2 separate regions of the Mus musculus genome follow, and region 1 is linked to region 2. The links are chromatin contacts, called in public HiCAR-type maps. All regions are on one chromosome and are shown on one strand. Each heading gives the region's core, a stretch centred on a gene start, on an enhancer-like site or on the middle of the called end of the contact. The rest is flanking DNA. Distances are from core to core; before and after follow the strand shown.

The links. HiCAR-type assays count read pairs that join an accessible place to other places.
Region 1: a contact with region 2 is called in a HiCAR-type map of astrocytes, with 2.3 times the contacts expected there. The contact joins the promoter of Tulp3 here to the promoter of Cd9 in region 2. A contact is called at or near these places in 1 of 39 promoter capture datasets (liver) and 1 of 115 datasets of contacts at active chromatin or transcription factors (astrocytes).

The regions. Positions count from the first base shown.
Region 1 is chr6:128,353,407-128,360,034 of GRCm38.p6, forward strand. Tulp3 (tubby-like protein 3) reads right to left here and starts at 2,445. Exons shown (of 11, transcript NM_011657.2): 1 at 2,332-2,445. The coding sequence starts at 2,372. It overlaps Rhno1 (RAD9-HUS1-RAD1 interacting nuclear orphan 1), which reads right to left. Exons shown (of 3, transcript NM_001326585.1): 2 at 5,700-5,948; 3 at 3,594-4,787. The coding sequence starts at 5,864. The coding sequence ends at 4,245.
Region 2 is chr6:125,493,348-125,499,733 of GRCm38.p6, forward strand. Cd9 (CD9 antigen) reads right to left here and starts at 1,413. Exons shown (of 8, transcript NM_007657.4): 1 at 1,227-1,413. The coding sequence starts at 1,292. Gm26728 (a long non-coding RNA gene) reads left to right here and starts at 86. Exons shown (of 6, transcript XR_869432.2): 1 at 86-138; 2 at 2,417-2,554; 3 at 6,130-6,386.

The DNA.
Region 1 (6,628 bases), core at 1,195-3,694, 2.9 Mb after region 2:
AGGGAACCTGCACGGGACCAACCTAGGCTCGCTGCACATGTTACAGTTGTGTATCTTGGTCTACTTAACAGTGGGAGCAGGGGCTGGGTCTGACTCTTTTTTTTTTAATTTTTTTATTATTTATTTATTATATGTGAGTACCCTGTAGCTGTCTAAAGACACACCAGAAGAGGGAGTCATATCTCGTTACGGATGGTTGTGAGCCACCATGTGGTTGCTGGGATTTGAACTCAGGACCTTCAGAAGAGCAGTCAGTGCTCTTAACCACTGAGCCATCTCACCAGCCCCCTGGGTCTGACTCTTGTTACCTGATTTAGGGATCCTTTCTTCCTCTTGGGATGCCTCCTCCAGCCTTAAAAGTAGAGGAGGTGCCTAGTCTTAATGCAACTCGATATGCCATGGCTGGTTGGCATCCATGGGAGGAGAGAAAGGGAGGAGTGGATGGGGGGGGGGAATACTGGGAGGAGGAGAGGAGGAGGGAGAACTCTGGTCAGAATGTAAAGAAAATTTCAAATTTAAGAGAGAGCGGGGGAGAGACAAAGAGAGAGGGGGAGAGAGAAGACACCTAGCACACAAGTCCACCCAGGTTTGGTGATACATGCCTACAGGAGACACTTGGGAGGCTCAGGCAGGGAAGATTTTGAGTTTGTGGCTAGCCTGGACCACTGGATTATACTGACTTTCAGTCAAGTCAGTCTCGAAGTCTCTCTCAAAACACTCTTAATGACTACCCCAAAAGCAAGGCAGTCACTGGCTTTTAGCAACAAACCTGCATGCTCTTCCTAGGGCAGGAGAAACTAGGGGCTCCCACGGGCTCCTTTCCTGTCAATCAACTGGAAATTAAAGAGTCGATTTCTTTCTTTGGAAGAAAAGGTGGGGGAGGAGGCATTAAAGCTTAAAGCTTCAAGTCCAGGAGATGAAAACAAAACAAAACAAAAACCTGCCAGCTGGTCCCAGTTTCAAAGTCAAGTCCTTGTTCCCTAAAATCATGAGTCATGGAAGGCAGAGTCAGATGGGTCTGTATGAGTTTGAGGCTAACCTGGTTTGAATATCGAGTTTCAGTCTTGCTTCATAAGACCTATCTCAAAAAATAAAATAAAAATAAAATCACATCCCTAAGAAATTTACTTCTCTAAAAATCATTTCGTTAACAACTAAATCCCTCAACTGAACGCGATATCATTTGATTTCAACCGGATACACGCTGAATTCTAACTTTCCTACCCCGACCTTACCCTTGTAAATGGATCTTCGGTTCCCAAAATGGAGAAGTTGTAAACAAATTTCAGAGAGCAGCTATCATGTTTATAGAATTTAGTTGATGAAAGATTAAAACAGGTGACGCCTTGGGAGGCAGAGGTAGGGGGCAAATGTTCAAAGTCCTCCTTATTAACTTATTATTAAGTTTCAGGGAAGCCTAGTCTGGATGGGACCCACGGGGGGTGGGGGGGTCGCTATTCCGTCTTTATAACTTTGTAAAATATGGTTTCGGATCAGTTAAAAACCAGTTTAAACGTCAGACCAAATCCTAACACGCCAAGCCTTTATCGCTGTGGTAATGGAATGGTAAAGGAAGAATGTAGTTGGCGTGTTTGATTTTAATCCTCACACCATGCCAAAGTTTTGAGCCAGTGATTTCACACGGCCCCCCATTAACTTTTCGTTAGCCTAGCTGACAAGAAATGAACAGGCTGAGATTGCAGCCCGTTTGTCTTTCCAAGCTCACCATGTGAACCAGGCAAAAAGAGGGGTATTGGTAGAAAAGCCAGGGGCACGAGCAAGAGTACGGATCAGTCTAAACTAAGTCCTGATTGAAAGAACTGCTAGAACTCAGGGGAAGGAAGAAAGAAGAAAAGAACAGTTTTGCATTTTCAGCTCTCGGACTCGTTCCAGAATTCCGCAATGACTGCCAAATGCAACGGCCTTGGAACCAATTAACCATCACTCGCGACCTTCCGCGTCGACTCCCAAGAGTGCCCTCCTTCCAGCTCAGTTCTGATCCTACTCGTGAAAGACATGGGGGAGGGCGAACGCATTGCAAGTAAGGGAATCGAGACCCCAGGGGAGCAGGGCGAGCTGGTCCAGGGTAAACTCCAGGGGAGCGGCTCAAGAGTGCTGGCGGCACGGGATGCACAGCGCATTGCAAATGAGGGAATCGGAGGCCCTTGGGGAGTAGGGTGAGCAGGTTCGGGGTAAATTCCAGGAAAGAGACGCGAGAGCGCTCTGGCGACGCGGGGTGTGCAAAGCGCCTGCTCAGCTGGGGACCCGATCTTGGCCTCCGCTCTTGCCCGCCCACCCTGGAGACCCCAGCCCGCCCCACCGCCGCCTGACCTGTCCCCGCGGGGTCCGGGTGCGCAGCGCGCCGCCTCCATACCCGCCCGACCGGTGGCATCAGCGTCCAGACCCCGAGACGCCGCCGCCCGGCTGGAGAGGATGGAGGAGATCGGGCCCCGCCCCTGACAACCACACCCCGCACTGTCGCCGACGCCCATTGGTCCAGTGCCCTACGCTCCCCTCTCACTGGCAAATGGCGTTAGCCATGATGCTGGAGGGTTTCCAGGGGGCGGGAGGCACCGGGAGGCGAAGGCGCGTGCGCTAGATCCGGGAGCAGCCCCCCGGGGTTGGGTCGGAAGAGTCTGCTGCTCCATTCCACCGCTCCGGGACTGGCCCCCACAGAGCGATCCCCAGCACCCCTCTGTGGCACCGAGAACATCCAGGCTGCTGCCTTGGGTTTTCTACTCTTTATCACCTGAAGCCTCAGCATCTGACCACCGACTCTGGGATAGCCGAGGCCTTCAGCCTCCCAAACCAGCCTTTGCCCAAAGCCCGACTGAGGGATCCCTACCTGGGGACCTTCAGCAAATGTCCTTATTTAGTGAGGGTAGCAGCTAAGCTGTCCTCTCTGCAGTAAATCATGCCTCCAGCCATCAATGCCTTTGTGGCTTTGGTCCCTATAGGACTTTATGACCAGAACTATAGCATATAAACTTAATTAGTAAGGCCAAAGTCACACTGATGTTGAATCCAAAAATTCACTTAAAAAATAATGTATTTATTTTGAGACAGGATTTCACTATACTATCCTCGGTTGGTCTGGAACTCTGAGATCCTACTGCCTCTGTCACCCTAGTGCTAGAATTAAAGGCATGTGCCATCGTGCCCTAGGCTATTATGTGTATGTTTCACCTATGTGTATGTCTGCATATCATATGCATCCCTGGTGCCCAAGGCTGTCAGATACCCCGGAACTGGAGTTACAGATGGTTGTGAGTCACCATGTGGGTGCTGGGAATAGAACTCGCGCCTCCGGGCATCCAGGGCTCATAACTGCTGAGCCACCTCTCCAGGTCCCAGAAATTAATTTTTGAAAACTAGGGAATATGATACCTGCACACATAGGCTAGGAAAGCATTGCACTCACTTAGCCCCTCTCCCTGTGGGACTCTGGATTGCTCCTTTGTGTGTGTGTGTGTGTGTGTGCTACAAATCTTCACTCATAAGCTCTGCTTGGTCTAGAAAGGGCTAGTGCTAAATGAGTAGGGTTGAAAGAGATGCTATTTGAATGAGTAAGAGGACCACTGAGACAGGCACATCCACACTACCCACACTAGAGTGTGAGCTTCCACTTTATGTACACATAGGATAAGTTACTGATAGGAATCCATTTCTCCACCACATGTGATAGCGTCATATTTCTTCCACTGTAAACACATCTCAAAACACAAACCTAAAGTACTCATCCGTCCCCTAGCTCTCTGACCCCATCGTATTCACCAACACAGGCCTGGCTTGGGACCCTTTGAGCCAAGGCTGTCAACCATTAAAAACCAGAGCTCTCTCTTGATTTTCTCCAGTCGCTGAGCCTCACACTCGGTACCAACAGCGTGAGATGAATTAGTTCGAGGCAGAAGACTAATAAGCATAGACCTTTTATAGATGGGCACGAGGCTGCATTACTGACAACGGCTGGGTTCTCTAAAAACTCGGCAGCCATTTATTTACAAACGCTGTGAACAGTACAAGAAACGTCAGAGGTCTAAACAGTTAATGTGAGAAAAATACCAACAGTTCATGACACTAAATTCAACGGTTCCTGGTGCGAGGCGGAACCCTAGAAACCGAACTCCGACTCTGGCTAAGTGGTCTTCCTATTGCTGTTCGTCCCCTTTCATCCTTTCAAACCAGGATGACTTGCGAAACCTCCCCACAGCAGCTCCGGGAAGAACTGAAGCTCTGCGGTCCTGTCAGATCTTCACAAGGAACTGGCTTCCATCCAGCTTCCCCTTCTCCTTAAGGTAGGCAAACAGGTGCCTTCTGCGTCTCCACGTGACCTTAATCCCATACTTCTCCTCAGGGGTGTCCTTGACCAGAACAGGCCCCGGCTCTGGGCTGCTGGGAGTCCCAGGGCCAAGGATGCAGCTTGGAAAACTGTTTTCCTTCTGGTCTGGGGAAATGGGATCGTCTCTTACAGAAGAGTCTGGGGTCTGGATGTCAGGGGGTGCGAACACATGAGGTAAACTGTGAGGTACATGCACTGACAGTTCTCCACAGCTCTGGGGACTGAACAATGGCACTAAAGGCCTTCTGGGTGGGTCCTTTTCTGAGTTCTGGGGCTGCACTCGGTTGGATAGCAACAACGTCTCTGAACTGGAAGACTGTGGACTCTCAAAGGTTAGACGTGGAAACTTGCAGGTAGATCTCCGAGTTGGGCGCCTTGCCTGGTCTCGGTGAGGCTTCCGGTGTATCAGAAACCGGCTTTCCGCTGCTCTATCAAACTGGGGTGACACCTGTGCATAAAAAAAAAAAAAAAAAAAAAAAAAAGGATGGTGGTGGTGGCGAGCCAGCTGCAAAGCAGCTAGAGTAAATGTGTCTGATCCTTTATTTTTGTCCAGAATTGTGAGGACTCGCTACAATACAGGACAGACACCCATCCAGCTATGTGGTATGACAAGAAGGCAAGAGACCTGGGCCAGCTATCCAATCGCTCTGCCCTTCAGGGTGCGCCCGAGGAAGAGAGGAGACAAGGCCTCTCTCATCACCACTACACTGCTATAGCTTGTTTAACTCCCCGTCCTTAAACTTCCTGAGAACAGGTCGGAAGGATCCTCAGGAGGGCAGGGACAGACTGACTGTCAACAACGCCTGGCTGAGGGAGGGCCTGGCAGGAAGGTCTTCAGTGAATAATGAACGGCAGCCCCATGGAAGTGACTGTTGGGATCTAATGCCCGTGTTTATTCACTCAATGCTTACGGATTTCTTTTGTAGACAGTTTCACCATGAAGACCAGGCTGGCCTTTACCTGGAGATCCTTCTGCTGCAGCCTCCCAGTGCTGGATTTGCATGGATTAGCATGACATTGTGGAAGGAGTTTTCTCCACTAAGGTTCAGTAACTCATAGAATACCTAGTACTTGTCATATAAAATGCAAGAAATAATCTTTCATGTTGGTCACCTTTCTTGCTTCTTCACCCCGCTACTGGGTAGTTAAGTGTTCAATCAGAACTCTTCAGGGGAACCTGGCAGAGGAGACTCCAATACCATATAATGCATATTTTGGTGTGAAGGAAGAAAAGAGGATATCTAAGACAATACCACAGTCAGGAACAGTAACTATTTCCCTGGCCCTGCTCCAAAAGGATTCAGAGTCAGTATTCTGAAAACCCTAACACAGTAAAGGTCAAAGAATTGCCAGGACCTACCCAGGAAGTGACGGTGCTCTGATCAATGGGCTTGCTGGGCACCTGAACAGTGTGGGTAATGGGCTGCTGGCAAGATTCATAGTGGTGTTTGGGGCCCTCCAGTGGCTGTTGGTGAAACAGCAGCTGGGCTTTCTGGGACTGTCTGCGTCTCTTTTTGGGAGGCATCAATAGGTAAATGAAGAGCAGTTGGTAACCACATGATGCAGGTTGCCTTCCTGGTCTGGGTCAGGATCCAGTTGCAAACCATGCCTGGAAAGAAGAAACAAAAAGGAGAGAGGGGGAAAATCATGTGGGTGACACCCTCCCCCCAATTCTTCATGACATCAGGCTAACAAGGCTACCAGAAATTACCAATCAGACTCAGGTTGTAAAGAAAACAGCTTCCTTTTCTCTCTCTCTTTTTTTTTTTTTTTTTTTTTGGTTTTTCAAGACAGGGTTTCTCTGTATAGCACTGGCTGTCCTGGAACTCGCTCTATGGACCAAGCAGGCTGGCCTGGAACTCAGAAATCCACCTGCCTCTGACTCCCAAGTGCTGGCATGTGCCACCACTGCCCGGCTGAAAACAGCTTCCTATACCACCATGAGAAACATTATCTTATTCATATATATATTCAAGGAAACTCACTCAATGAGCACCTGCTGAACTCATGTTATTGTGCCATGCTAAATGCCAGGAATTAAAGATGAGCAAGTACTTAGTCACAGTACTGAGTACTAAGTTCCTGCAATGATACAGAGGTCCCCATTTTTGAGGCACAGTGGTACAGCACTTGCCTAACATGCACAAAGCCTTAGGTTTCAGTCCCCAGAACTGCAAAAGAGGGGACAATGGCAAGGAAGAAGGAAAGGAAGGAGAAGAGAGAGCTGACTAGAAGGAAACAGCCACATCTCAGTATAGTACGGTTCACGTCAGAGAAGGCTTTCTGTAG
Region 2 (6,386 bases), core at 163-2,662:
AAGCAGGGAATGTCCTCTGACATCCTCTTAAGTTGTATGGGTGTGGTGGCTCCTAGAAACCCAGGGCAGTCTCTGCAGGTTGTGCAACACTTCCAAGCAACCCTGGAGAGTATTAAACCTTACAGTTGCTGGAAGATGGTGAGCATCCCGGTGGCCAGCTCCAAAGGGAATAGTGGACTTTTTAGTTGTTGTTGTTCAAAGTCTCTGGTGGCACAGGAGTTGCCTAGTTAAGCTCTTTCCTGATTGCCTGGGAGCAAATTCCGTCCATTTGTGTTTGGGAGTGTGCCCTCTCAGAATCAGGACAAAAGGGTCTTCCGTGTATTTCCTTGCTTCTGTCCCTGAGTTTTGGGAGAGTGGACACTCTCTTGTTGCCCTACCCAGAGGCCCATCTGTAGAGTCTACTAGCACCTGCCTCTGGACCCTCTGCAGGTGAACGGCCATTCCCCTTGGCCCCACCTGGACATTTTTAGAGCGAGGCTTCAAGCCCGCAGTACCTGATTACCTGGGAAATGCAGAAACACCGGATTTATCCCATCTAGAGGCGCCAATAGGCACCTTCCCCGCCTTCTTTTCTCTTAACTCTCCCAGAGTTCTCTACAGCCAAGATAGTTATCGCTCTTGAAAAAGAATCAAGACAATCTAGTCTTTCAGGTAGCTTAGAGAGAGGCATGGACGTTTTCAGTTGAGAGTTCAGGTCCTAAACAAGGAATGTCCGACCTCCAGGTGCAGGGAAGACTCCCCACACCCACTTCCTCTCCCTCCGTAGCACCCCTTGTCACTTGTGGGACCACCGAAGTGGGAGACGCTCGACTGCCCTGCTGGCAAGGAGCCTTGCGGGCCGGGGAGGGCATCGAGTTACTCGAAAAGGTTGCTCCGCTCCTCCCTCACTCCTCTCTCACACTCGGGGGTGCTCCGGGTGGGAGCAGGCACAGAGCCCATCTCAAATACTCGGCGGTAGAAGGACCCGGGAGCGAAGTGCACAGCCGGAGCCACCAGGACCCTCGGCTCTCCCACCCACTTGCTCCTCCCGCCCACCTGCCAGTCCCGCCTGGCCAGCTGGCAGCCGCTGCGCCTTTCTCTACTCGCCCGGAGTCCGCCTGGCGCGCGCAGTACCAGCGGCTCCCGGCGCTCTCGGCCGCCGGGACACTCTCCGCCCCGGACGCCGTCTCGGGCCTGAGAACAGGTGGCCTCGGAGAGGAGCGCGCCGACAGTCGCCTCTCACTCACCCAGAAGATGAAGTTAAATCCGAAGAGCAGGTATTTGATGCACTTGCTACCTCCTTTGACCGGCATGGTACAAGCTGGAGTTGCGTGGGACAAGAGGCACGAACGACTGGGACAGAAGGGACTCGACAACCGACTGAGACACGCTGCGGCTAGGGGCTGGCCTGAGGCTCCACTTTTAAAAAGTGCCACTCCTTACGGCGCTCGGCCAGCTGCTATGCGCATGTGCGGAGGGATGCCGACCCCGCCCCCCGGCCCACCTGCCCCGCCCATGCTCTAATCCCCTCCCCAGACCCAGGTTCTGGGACTTCGGTTTCACCCTCAGTGCAGAGCTCTCTCTGCACCTAACTTTTGCCGTCTGGTTTCTAAGATCCTCTTTCCCTCCATCTTCCTTCTTCCCACCGTCTCGGGGTCTTTCCGGACCTCCGTACCCGACTTCTTTTACGGGGAGTTAAGTGCCGGCCTCGCCTTTCCCGTTCATCCTAGTTCATCCTGGGCTCTGCATAAGAGCTCACGTTGGAAGACCCCCAAGGGCCATGTAATCTTAAGAACCTTTTCAGATTCCCGAGGCAAGTCTGCGAGCCCCTATTTGCCTGGCTTGCGTTCTCTCTGACACCTCCTTGTAAACCTTTCTGGACTGAACGCACTTAGTTGAGCACGGTGGCCGCTAGAATGTTCTAGGTGCTAATCTGAGCAGTTCTACTTTGCTCAGAAACTTTCTACGTTCAGAGACTTGAGTTGAAACCCTTCTTCATCCTGTATTTACTCCGTTCATTCCCTGCCACACCTGATGCCACACCCCTACTCTGCTGCGCCTCCATGCCTGCAGGGGTGTATGCTGGCCGCCCTGCCTCCTTGTGAAAATTCTATTGTGCTTTATTATTTTTTTTATTTAAATCTATTATTATTTTGAGACAGAGTCTTACTATGCTGTCCTATCTGGCTTGGAACGCCCTGTGTAAACCAGGCTGGCCTTGAACTCATAAAGATCTGTCTGCCTCTGCTGGGATGTGCCAATACGCCCAGCGATTTCATTTCTTTTGAAGTAGGATTTAGCCGTTTGTAGACCTACTGACCCGGAATTTGCTTATGTAGCTCAGGCTATCTTCAACTCCAGTCCTCCTGCCAGAGCGGTTCAGGCCACCACGTCCTGCTCTGTGACTCTCTAAATTCTTTCTTGATTTTTTCAACAGGGTGAAGAGGCCCTTCTCAATATCCTTTACAGTTTTCTCTTCCTCACCCCTGCAGGAAGTTTCCTTAGCATTCTTCATTGCAAAAGCAAACCGTACTTATTACAGAAACATCAGAAAATATCAGAAAGCAAAAAGAATGTGAGTTAAAATTTTTTTTCCTGGGTTAAAGTACGTTGGAGGCCAACGCCACAGGAGACCCGGTCCCCAAAAACAAAAAATAAAAACAAGAAACTTTTTCACATAGCAAACCCAGCTCTGTTAGCATAGCACAGCTCTTGTTTTACTGTTTATCAGTAGACTGGCTTCACTATTTATCAGTAAGTAGACTGATTCATTAATAGACCCAGTTAAAAACCTTTTTTTTTTTTTTCCCACAGTTTAGTTTAGAAAGGTTCTTCACTGGGGAACAGGAGTCGAAAGCAACACATTCTGTCTTCCCTGAAGCAGCTTAGGAGTTGGAAGAAGGACGCAGGCAGGAGACTTGGAGGGTGTGTGTGGTCAACTTAGGGGTCTCTTGAGAGCTCTCACAAAGTAAGTGTTACAATCAGGGAAGCCTGGCAGAGCTGGGGCTCCCGTGGTCTTCTGGAGAGAGCTGGTGAGGACCTTGTCCTCTGAGAGTGAAGGTGAACCCCGGGAGTGTCAGGTGAACCCCTTGACTGTGTGTGGGCACGGGACAAGAGGGCAGCCTGCAAGTGCTGTGCGGTTAGGGACCCTTGTTTGTATCTCCACTCCCTGGTGTAAAACCTTGGGGCACTGGACAGAAAATCCGAATGCATTTGAGGAGGTGCGGTTAGGTAAAATGAAAAATGGAGCTCCGTTAGGGGGTGTGACCAGTTTGGGACCTATGGGAAGGTAGGAGCGGCAATGGGACCTAAAAGTCTGCCGAGGAGTCATGTGGGAGCCAGAGGGAGAGTCTGAGCAGAAGCCGAATCTCTAAGAGCTTCTTTCGCTTCTTCTAAATTTTCTTAGTTTTACCACGTTATTCTTGTTGAGTGTAGTGCCATGAAGGCACCTTTATCCACGGATAGGGGTTCGAGAGACCCTAACAGGCAATTCTGTGGACATCCCCGAGTCAATCTGAGCTAGGCCCCACGCAGGCGCTATCTATGACTTTGGAAGTCAGGAGGCATCAGCGGAGCAGAGAGTGGCCATCCAGGAGGAGCTGTGTGTGAGGGCCTAGAAACACAAAGACATGGCAACTGTCTGTGCCAGGGAAGCTACTGGCTGTGGGGGAGCGAGGGCAGAGGACAAGGAAGGAGGCAGAGCTGGGATAGGGAGAAAATAAGGTCTCCTTGTACTGTTCTGGTGGGAGTCCATCCATCTTAAGAGAACAGTTCTATTTTTGTTTGTTTGTTTGTTTTTTCGAGACAGGGTTTCTCTGTGTAGCCCTGGCTGTCCTGGAACTCACTCTGTAGACCAGGCTGGCCTCGAACTCAGAAATCCGCCTGCCTCTGCCTCCCTAGTGCTGGGACTAAAGGCATGTGCCACCACGCCTGGCAAGAGAACAGTTCTAAAGAAAAGGTTTTATCTCCTTGTACTCCCTCCCCCACCATGGGAGAGTGGGGTTCAGTAAACATTTGTGTCCACATCAGAACCTGCTCTGGATAGCGGTGACTGCTGAAGAGACTCTCCCCCAGCCCACTGCCATCACTATTATGGTTGATCTCCAAGAAACAGCCTAAGACCCCATTACATAGAATCATGGATTCCTTTTTTTAAAAAGATTTATTTATTCATTATATGTAAATACACTATAGCTGTCTTCAGACACTCCAGAAAAGGGCGTCAGATCTCATTATGGATGGTTGTGAGCCACCATGTGGTTGCTGGGGATTAAACTCAGGACCTTGGGAAGAGCAGTTGGTGCTCTTAACCTCTGACCCATCTTTCCAGCCCCCTCATGGGTCCCACCCCCCATTTTTGTTTTTGTTTTTGTTTTTGAGACAGGGTTTCTCTGTGTAGTCCTGGCTGTCCTGGAACTCACTCTGTAGACCAGGCTGACCTCGAACTCAGAAATCTGCCTGCCTCTGCCTCCCAAGTGCTGGGATTAAAGGCGTGCGCCACCACTGCCTGGCTGGATTCCTTTCTTTTAAAAAAATTATTTTTCACTTGTTTGCTTATTTTAAAAGAGTCTCAGTGTTGTCTTAAAGTGGAAATCCTCCTGCCGGAGATCCCAGGCCCACACAAAGATGTTCCCTTATACGACAAAAGCCCTGAACCTGGAGTTGAGGGTCTTGGTCCCTACTCTGTGGTTTATTTGGAAGGGTTACCTCCTGTCTTGGGACTCTGGTCTTCTATGGTGTAGTGATGTTCTGGGCCAAAGTGTGTTTGTTACAAAAGCTTCATGCTGCAGGCAACCAGGAAAAGGGAGGAATGGAAAAAATGTGGTTTGCTTTAACTAGAAGAGGAAAATGTGGGTAAGCCCTTGAGTCAGCGATCACATGGCGGCAGCCAGACCTTCCAGGCTTTTATAGAGTTGGGACTGGGAAAACTTATTCTGCCTTCCCTGGGGGTGGGGTGGGGGTAGGGTGTGGGTGGGATCCTGTTTCTGGAAAAAACCCCAGTTCAACTCAAGGGGTCCCAGTTGGCTCTTGTGCTCCCCCTGGTGGTAAGATTTAAACGCATACGGCCAAGTTGGCTTTAGTGTGGTCGTTTGTCTCATCCCCATGTGGGTACCAGCATATGCAGCCCCCAACAGGATCCTTTTTCGAAACAAGAGCCTCCTGGCTACTGTAGCAGTGACCATTGGGTTTGCTGCTTTCACTACGAGAAGGTTCCACGACTTCCTTAACTCTGAAGCAATGGTTTTCAACCTTCCTAACGCCAAGACCCTTTAATGCAGTTCCTCATGTTGTGACCCCCAAAGGATTTTGTTGCTACCTTATAACTGTCATTTTGCTACCATTATGAATCATAATGTAACTACCTGATAGGGGACTCCCAAAGGGGTCGCGATTCACAGGTTGAGAACAGCACGCTTCTTGAAAGCCAGCGGTGTGAGCCTTGGGCCATTGCTCTATCTAGTCTTGTCCGTGTGGATTGCTTGGTGTGACTCTGGGCGTCAGCGTATTCCTGTATTGATACACACGTGGGTGGTGAGCACCTTCAAATAATCTCAGTTTGGGGTAGGGGGCTGGAGAGATGGCTCAGCAGTTAACAGCACTGACTTCTTTTCCAGAGGCCTTGGGTTTCATTCCCAGCACACCTGTAACTCCAGTTCCAGAGGATCTGACACCATCTCCTGGCCTCTGTGGGCACCAGACATGCAGGTGGTGCCCAGGCATTCAAGCTAACAAAACAGCCATACCAACATAATACAAATTCAGATTAAAAAAAAATCTAAAAGACCATTTGCCTGGATTAATTTCCATCCCTTGCTGGCTTTCTGTAAATATCTCTGGCATAAGTTCATGGAGACAAACCTCACTCAAGGGTTGGTCCTCAGGGGTCTGCTTTGCTCTTGGCTTTCGAGTTCCCACCATTTCCTTTGTCTAGTTACCTCTTTGTCAATTGAAGTCATCATGTTTGTTCAGCAGTCATCCAAACATGTCCTTTCTTAACCCCCAGAACTCGTGGGTGTGCCACTCCTCTGTGCTTGGAGTGAGGGGCTGTAGATAGAGTTAAAGGAGCTTGAAATGGAGATATTTTTGGTGGGACTTTGTAATCAAAGAGATTTGTGTTGTTTGCTTTCATTTTTTTTCCTCTTTTGACAGATCTCATTAAGGAGCCCAGAGTCTTTGATTCTAGATCCTCTTGCCTTATCCTTTTGAGAATTGGATTTCCTTCCTTCCTTCCTTCCTTCCGCATCAGCTCCTACTTCCTAACCTGCTTGAGTTCCAGTCCTGACTTCCTTTGGTGATAAACAGCAGTGTGGAATTGTAAGCTGAATAAACCCTTTCCTCCCCAACTTGCTTCTTGGTACTGATGTTTGTGCAGGAATAGAAACCCCGACTAAAACAGTCCTCTAGAA